Regions from separate parts of the Mus musculus genome. Here region 1 is linked to region 2. The links are chromatin contacts, called in public Hi-C maps. All regions are on one chromosome and are shown on one strand. The core of a region is the stretch at or near the end of the contact, and the rest is flanking DNA. Distances in the headings are between cores, read along the strand shown.

Region 1 (4,236 bases), core at 1,617-4,116, 560 kb after region 2:
TACAAATTGCACATGAGAGAAAGTATACCAAAACTCAAAATACATTTAAGAAGACACTCGCATTGCTTCTCCTGCATCTCTATTCCTCTGGATGGTGCATTTCACTGTACTAGTCCACTCTGGCACAACTGCACAGGTGAGCCACTGGTCATAGATACACCTCCGTGGGCTTTGTTCTGTGCTGACTTTTCTCTTGGCACTTTGCCGAAGACACAGAAAATGTTTAAACACAGTAGGCAAATACTGTAAGATTTTTTTTCTTATAACCAGTCTCATTATAGGGATTTTGAAATGCATCAAGTGTAACTTTTAAATCATGTTGACAATAGTTGCACTATTAGGGGTCATCACTATTGACATTTTGATACATATTGTTGTGGTTATTTTGTTGACTCTGTGAAGCACAAGACAATTTTTTTTTTTGTGAAATGTGAAGGATTAAAGATGACATTAAGCTTAATGTGTTTAAGGAGAAACAAGCTCGCCTTCCTGTTCCTACACTCAGATTCACCCTTGTGATTTCTGCATCTATGCTCTCAGTTTTTTTTTTTTTTTAAATCAACTGATGATGACCCTGTCTTCGGTGTGTAGTTATTCAGAGACATCTGTTTTAGACCCTAGCCATTAGGTTCAACGGCACCTAAATAGTCATTAGAGGTTTCCAGAACTGACCCAAGCTCAGGATGGGTTTGGGAAGCTTAGGATGAATTTGTTGCTGTGGGTTGAAATGTCAATCTCACCAGCTTATTTGTAGGTTCCTCAGGTAAAACACTAAGGGGAGTGTCTAGAGTGTGCTCAAAGTAAGATTATGACTCAGAGAGAGTTGTCATTCTTATGTTTGCAAAGTTAACTACCTGAAGAGACACATAAAGAAATGCTTCCAGGCAAAATTATAGTGCTATATGAATTACAATAATAAATCATGTTTAAAAGTCAACTGTTTCAGTTATAATCTGTCAGGTGGAATGTCTGTAAGTCTATCCTCAGCAGTACTTAGTTGTGCGAGTATGTTTGTGAACAAGCCTGCAATGGCACACATATGGAAGTCAGAAGACACTTTTCAAGAACTGTTCTCGTTCCACCGTATGGGTCCTGGGCATTAACCTTAGGTTATCATGCTTTGTGGCAAATTCTTTTATGCATTGATCCATCTTCCCAGGCAGAGACATCTTACATCTGGGAGAATGTCTCTCTACACACCCATTTTTCTTCTATAAACATTACCTTGTGTTCTAGCTAGCATTTTATGTTCCAGTCCTGTGAGCCAGTGTCATGCAGAACATAAAGCAATTCCACAGGAAAACAAATTACCTAGCAAATGAAGACATGACCCCTGATCTCCCTCTTCCACACATGCATTTATTAGCTTTGGAGAGCTAATGCCACTACTACCCCTCAGCATTTATTTTACATTTTTAATTAAAACATAATTGCATCACTTTCCCTCTCATCCTTCCAACCCCTGCCTCGACCCCTCCATAATCAGCAGTGTAATCGGCTCAGATTTATTACTTAGCACTGCTATCTGTAGCCACCATCACTATCCTAATTCAAATTCTGTCTGGGAAAAAATGAGAAAGATTTGTAACTGAGAAAAAAGTTACTGGATGTCCTGCCTAGTACATCATACTCATAATCATTGAGATATTTTATAGCTCCTAAAAATTAAGAAAACCCGACAAGAATGTAACTGAGTATTATTCCTCAGAAATTTAGTTCATCAGTATTCTGTGGTTAATGACAAACTAATTTTTAAACATTTTTGTTATGTTTGAAAATTTCATACATACATAGAAAGGAATATGATCACATCCACCCATTCCCCACTCCAGCTCCTCCCATATCCCTTCAAAACAACCATTCCAATTTTTCTTTGTTTTGATTTTTTTTATTGTTGTTGTTTTTTGGTTTTTGGTTTTGTTGTTGTTGTTTTTGTTTTTCGAGACAGGGTTTCTCTGTACAGCCCTGGCTGTCCTGGAACTCACTTTGTAGACCAGGCTGGCCTCGAACTCAGAAATCCACTTGCCTCTGCCTCCCAAGTGCTGGGATTAAAGGCATGTGCCACTACTGCCAGGCTCCCATTCCAATTTCATGTCCCGTTAGTGTTGCCCAGTTGTGTATGGGTATGTTAGCATTCACTTGAGCATGGGAAAACTACCACTGCGTACATCGGTAGTAAAAAATGATTTCCTCTCCCTTAAAAAGTAAGCCATTGCCAAAATACTCTTGAATATATGGCTATGCCAAGATTTTGGCTATCCCAGTCCTTTCTAGGTCTTATGCTGGTACCCACAGTTGATTTTGACGTCTTGATTTTGATTGCCCTGTTGTGTCCAGAAGACAGCAATCCTCTGAGTCTTATAATCTTTTCACTTTCTCGTTGGTGGTGTTCCCTGAGCCTTGCAGATGGGGTGGGATTAATGTAGATGTCTATTTAAGGCTAGACTCTGCATCTCCTATTCTTAGGAGTTTGACAAGTCATAGATCTCTCATTGACTTTTGTCTACACACACACACACACACACACACACACACACACACACACACACACACATTTCTCTGAACAAGATTGAAAGCAATCTGGTCTATAGATATAAGTGCTAAGTATTTAGATGGCAATTTGGTAATATTCCCATCTATCAAAATAACAAAATGATTGATCCAGGCCTAGGAGATCGACAGGGATCTTGGTATCAGTCAGAGAAAGCCCCTCTGTTGTTTTTAAACAAAATCTCACTCATTCAATTTTACCAGTAAAGACTTGGCATAGATGCTGGGGTGAAAGCCTGCCACCTTGGAGAGGCAGAGAAAGTACTCAGCTGAAGTTCCTCTTTGGCTTAAGTTCCAGAGGGAAAGGAAGTTCTCCTCCACACAGATCCAACCCCCACTCAAACTCAATATCCCTCCTTTCTACTTCCTTTAAGTCTCTCTATGTGTCCTCCTGACTTCCTCTTACTCTCTATGGTTTTTTCTGTGTTCACTTCCTGTCAACTGGTCACATGTTCTTCCCCTTGACCTCTGGTTGATTTTATTTTATAGTGTTTACAATAAACAGAAAGCTCTTGGATTAAAAGTGTATGCTAAGGATGAGCCACACCACTAGAAACAGAGTTTTATTTTTATTTATTATTATTATTATTTTTTTACATCCAGTAAATGTCAGAGTCTCAGGTTCAAACTGTGACCAAATATCCTTTAACACCCTTTTGTTTTATATGGAAGCATATCTAAAAACCCAAATTGCAAATCTAAGTGAAGGGTGATTAGAATTTGTGTATAAAAGATGGGAGAATACAATGTTAAAGGATTATGTAGTGATAAGGATGGGTAGATAGAGGACATGAGCAGAAAGTTGGTGGTTTGCACAAAACTAAACTTCTATGAAAGCACTTTATGGACTCTGACCAGATAGTAAGCTAATTTCAAACTGGAACTTAAAAGATAGTAACATGTTCAAAAACAAGTAACCTGTATTGGTAGACAATACCACTCTGAGAAGAAGTGTTAATGAATGAAAAAAAAATGCAGTTCAAGTCTAGGATAATGCCACTCAAAGCATTGATCACAGAGACCTCATAGGTCTCAAAAAAAATCACATGCTATGTACATTGCCCCTGGTTATCATATTTCTGAAGACAACATACACTTATAGAAATCAACAGAGAAAAAGAGAAATCCATTGCAAACACCAAACCTTAGCTTTCATGGATCAGGAAGACCATTGAAGACTGGTTACAGAGAAGACATATCAAATATCATACCTGGTTCCAGACCTCCATGACAGAATACTGAATGGCCAGGTAGGGATGTGAAACACGTGTTATTTTCTCAGGAATGCTATGACTGTGTCATACAGCAGTTCTATTCTATGGTTTTTTGGGGGAAGCTTCCAGAACATTTTTCAAAGGTGCTGTGCTAGTTTATGGTCTCACCCATGGTATACGAGAGTCTCATTTTCCACACCCAAGTCAGTATTTGTTATTTGTGTTCCTGAGCTGGCTTTTCTGACTATACTGAGGGGGAATTTTAAATTGGTGTCTATTTGCATTTTTCTGGTGGCTAAGGACATTGATTACTTCAGTAAGTGTCTCCTAGTCATTTGCATTCTTCTGAATTTTCTGCTTAGCTCCATAGCTCATTTTTAATTAAGTTGATTATTTTCTTTTTTCTTTTTTTTATTTAATCTTTTTCTACAGTCCAGAATTTATCCCCCTCTTGGTCCACCCTCTGACTGTT
Region 2 (4,239 bases), core at 483-2,982:
TGAAAGGCAACAAGTAGTTACCAAGGAAGCAAAAGAGACATCACAACAAACAAACAGCAAGGACAACAACAATAAAACACAAATAAATCTTTTATCATCTGAGAATTGGGAAGTGACATCTGTGAAGAAAGATGTACGGGCCAGACCACCAGCACTAAGAAGACCCAGCCATCTATGGCTTCCGTTTAGTCTGTCTCCTGGCGACTTTCATGTGATTGAAAAGGAGGCTAAAGATGGAAGTTGGTGCCTGGTTTTGGGAATAAGGTGTGAATGCTCCATTGGACAGGGTGTCTGTTATCTAATGATGTTGGGCACTGGGTGTGGGGAAATAAAGGGGTGGGAGAGACCTGTGTCCCACCAGAGCTCGGGAAGATTGCTGCTGGATCCCACAGAACCCCTCGGGATGAGAGTAGGGCCTCACAGGCCACAGAACCCCGCTTCGGGGGATGGTCGGGGGTGTGGGGGGGAGGTGCAGACTCTGACTCTGGGGCACTACAGACTGCTGGGTACCACGGAGGAGCTGGTTTTGGGGTTTCTGGACGCATGTTGCCAGGGACAACAAGTTCTTGCTCTCAGACATCCCAGACCACTGTATGTTGTGGAAGAGCTGAGAACAGACCCTCCCGAAGGGAGGGCAGGGGGAAAGCTCTAGCTGGTTACTGTAGGGATGAGAGAGTCTGGCTAGCTCAGGCTGCTAGCTCAGCAGGCGACTTGGGTTGTCTGATAGCTGTGGCCAGAGCACAGGGAGGCCTCCCAGTGGGAGGTTAGATGCGTGGCTCCTTAGAGGGAAGCCTGTTCCATTGCTCCAGCACGGTGGATCTTGATGAGAAGAGATGGTCCATGCTTTCAAGGTGTTTATTGTAGAAAGGCAGAGAGAGGGAGAAGAGTAGAGAAGAGGGTGGTCATGGCCATGTGGAGAGAGGGGAGAAGTGGGGGGGGGGGGAAGAAGGAGAGCAAAAGGAGAGAGTAAGAGCAAGAGCTTAAGAGAGAAGAGAGAAAGGAGGGGCCAAGCAGCTTCTTTTATAGTGGGCTGGGCTACCTTGTTGTTGCCAGGCAACTGTGGGGAGGAGCATACCTGGCTATTGCCAGGTAACTGTGGGGGTGGAGTCCAGACAGCCTAAGTGCCTGATGGCCACAGAATTATGGAGCTGGGTCCTTGTGTCGGGGGCTTATATCTGGGAGCATGGCAAATGGGCTTTCTGTCCCTTGCAGATTAATCTGTTGGGTCTTTGGGGTTTTAACCTAGCTTGACCAGAAAACAGGCTGCCTTTCATGGTCCCACAACGTGATAGCCTTTGTTCCAGCTTAAAGTTTTAATTAGCACTCTTTTAGTTGATTGCTAATTATTTTATTAATGCACCAAGTATTTTGGCGAGTTCATTGTTGTGAATGTTACTACAAAAAATTTTGGGTATTTTTTTCTAATCAGAGTGGAAACCCATAATGTAGTCACATCTTTTCTTCTTCTTCCTCCTCCTCCTCACCTTCTTCATTTTCTTATTTAATACTTTATTTATTTTTTATGTGTATAAATATTTTGTCTGCATGTGTGTATGTGCATCCCACACATGCTTGGTGAGGGCAGAAGAGGGCATTGGATTTTCTGGAAATGTAGTGCAGTTGCTTGTAAAGTGCCACATAGGTGTTGGGTACCGAATTTGGGTCCTTTGCAAGAGCAGCCAGTGGGCTTAACTACTGAGTCAACACTCCACTGCACTTCCTTATTTCTTATTTCCTTGTTTCATGTGCTCATCATTGTCCTAGTTTGGCTTCTGCTGCTGTGATAAAATGATCTGATCAAAAGCAACTTGGGGGAAAAGGCTTTATTTGGCTTATACTTTCATATCACGGTCCACCATCAAAATGAGGACAGGATTCAAGACAGGAACTTGGAGGCAGGAACTGAAGCAGAGACTATGTTAAAATGGAGCTCACTGGCTTTTTTCTCCATGGCCTACTCAGCTCATTGTTTTTGTATAACCCAGGGCCACCTATCTAAGGGAAGCAGTCGGGCTCTTCCACAGCAATCATTAATCAAGCAAATAACTCACAGACTTGCTTGTAGGCTAATTTGATGGAGACATTTTTCTCAGCCCAAGTCACTGTTCCCAGATGACCCTATCTGTGTCAAGTTGACCAAAAACAAAAAACAAACCCCCCCCAAAACCCAAAACAAAACAAAGCAAAATCTAGGACAATTGTTCTATGAAGACATAAACCTTATATTACCCGGTATAGCACAACCATGTAAATGTAAACTCCCATGTAACCCAGCCAAAATGTATCAGTAACATCTTATGTATCAGGTATGACTTTAGGACCTCATTGAAAATAACACTCTGAGCACTGTATGAGTCTAAATTGTGTCTTCCTTTTTTTCTTCTACCGTGGAACCCAGGGCTGTAGGAGGACTTTAGTAAATGCCTCCTATGGAGACACTTATGCTTGTACTGCCCTGTTACTTCCATATTCATACATAGAAATTTATGTGTGCATATTCATACATATGCATATTCATATATGTATATATTTAAATGAAGTTATACTACTTGAAGGGATGGTACTCTCCCCTGGAGCCGTAGATTATCTAACAAAACCTCCACTGTCAGGCACAGCCACAGGTCCCAAGGATCTTCCAAAACAATGTAAGCTATTCTTGTTACCCTTGGTTGCTTCTCAAAACTCGAAGATAAATCCTATTGCTGAAGGCACCACCTACTTCAGACACAGGACTTTGACAAATCGACCTGGAACTGACTTGCAAGTTTCAACTCTGAGTACCAACTCTCATCTGAAGGTACCATATAAGCTGCCTAGGGAGAAAAGCAACCAATAGTCCAAACCAGTTACAAAGCCCATGAACCACAATAGTGAACACAGCAAGATGCACTCAGAAGTGCAATAGTGGCACTTTTGTCTTAGTGGTAACCAACAGCCACATAATGAGACTTAAGACTTGCTTAATAAGAGGGAATTCATGCCCGGTACTAAAAACCTATTTAACTATCCCCCAAAACTGCATCATAAGATGTAAACTTTGTGGAATATTTTCTGAGTAATAACCATGTTTGATATAATCACATTTCTATAGCATTTCTATATTTCACCTCTGGATATTAAGCTAGAAATGTCTAGTAATACAAACACATAGATGATCTTGACAAGTATAGCTGTGGGAGATTCTCCTACTGCAAAAGTTAAACACACAAGGGTTTTAAGTTTGTCCTACTTCCATGCAATGCTATGTTTTCTAGACAGTTCTTCCTTGAAAACCTAATGGAAATATGTGAAAAGCAACACAGGTACAGATTTTAAACAGCAAATATTCTTTCATTGTATGATTCTTATGATATCAGTACACATTTTTTTTTTCTTTTTACTTCAGTGTCACTAATTCCTCATAGGAGATGACGAAAGACCATTAGTAATGACTAAGTCTGGATTTTTTTTTTCAGAACATTGAAATCAGCCTTTGGGCTGGGGAGGCAACTTAGCTATGCATGCCATGTAAACACGGAAGTCTGAGTTTGAGTATTGGGACCCATATAAGAAGAAAGTTGGCCCCCATATAAGCTTACACTTGTAATCTCAGGGCTAGGGAGGAGGAGATACATACATTGCCAGTGCTCACTGGCTGGCCAGCCTGGCATGCTTAGCAAGTTGCAGGCTTGTTAGAGATGCTGTCTCAGGCAAACAAGGGAGACACCACTTGAGGAATGACTTCTGGTACACATACTCATAACATACTCATAACACCTGAGAACACACACACACACACACACACACACACACACACACACACACACACAGGAAAACAGTCGTGGTAGATTAATTCTGTTTGTTAGTTTTTTAAAGTCCACACTTTGTCAGGAGATTCATGGACTGAATTTGGCCTCTTTTTTCTTCACTATCAATGAGAGCTAATATCTGAAATGTTGGATGAGGTGACATTTCCCTATGGTATTCCATTTAGTTTGTGTTGCACTTGAGAATCTTTTTAAACATAGGAATCAAAGAAGGGGTTTTCCCCATATCATTTGCAAGGTCCTGTCTTGGAGACATGGTGTTTTTATGAAGAAGGAACAAAACAAACCTCCCAAACCAACAACCAAATGAATAAAACCAAAACCAAAACCCACAAACAAACAAACAACTCAACCCATTTGGAGATCATTAAAGGCAGTGTTCAAAAAATACAAATAGAAACAGAGAAATGCTGTTATTTAACACCTAGGGCAA

What was found. Hi-C and Micro-C count contacts between places; a contact is called where the count stands out from the background.
Region 1: a contact with region 2 is called in a Hi-C map of bone marrow-derived macrophages, with 16 read pairs. The contact joins two enhancer-like sites. A contact is called at or near these places in 1 of 15 datasets of contacts at CTCF or cohesin (the NIH/3T3 cell line) and 1 of 484 Hi-C or Micro-C datasets (bone marrow-derived macrophages).

Annotation. Positions count from the first base shown.
Region 1 is chr15:5,853,570-5,857,805 of GRCm38.p6, forward strand. No RefSeq gene overlaps it. Among named protein-coding and RNA genes, the nearest start is that of Gm41258, 180 kb to the left of the region's middle. Within about 2 kb of position 2,867, at least 2 of the 459 cell types and tissues checked have an H3K27ac peak or open chromatin away from gene starts, as enhancers often do. A contact at or near this core is called in bone marrow-derived macrophages, where this site is marked.
Region 2 is chr15:5,295,444-5,299,682 of GRCm38.p6, forward strand. All of the region lies in intron 1 of Gm41257 (a long non-coding RNA gene), which reads left to right. Among named protein-coding and RNA genes, the nearest start is that of Gm41257, 43 kb to the left of the region's middle. Within about 2 kb of position 1,733, at least 3 of the 459 cell types and tissues checked have an H3K27ac peak or open chromatin away from gene starts, as enhancers often do. A contact at or near this core is called in bone marrow-derived macrophages, where this site is marked.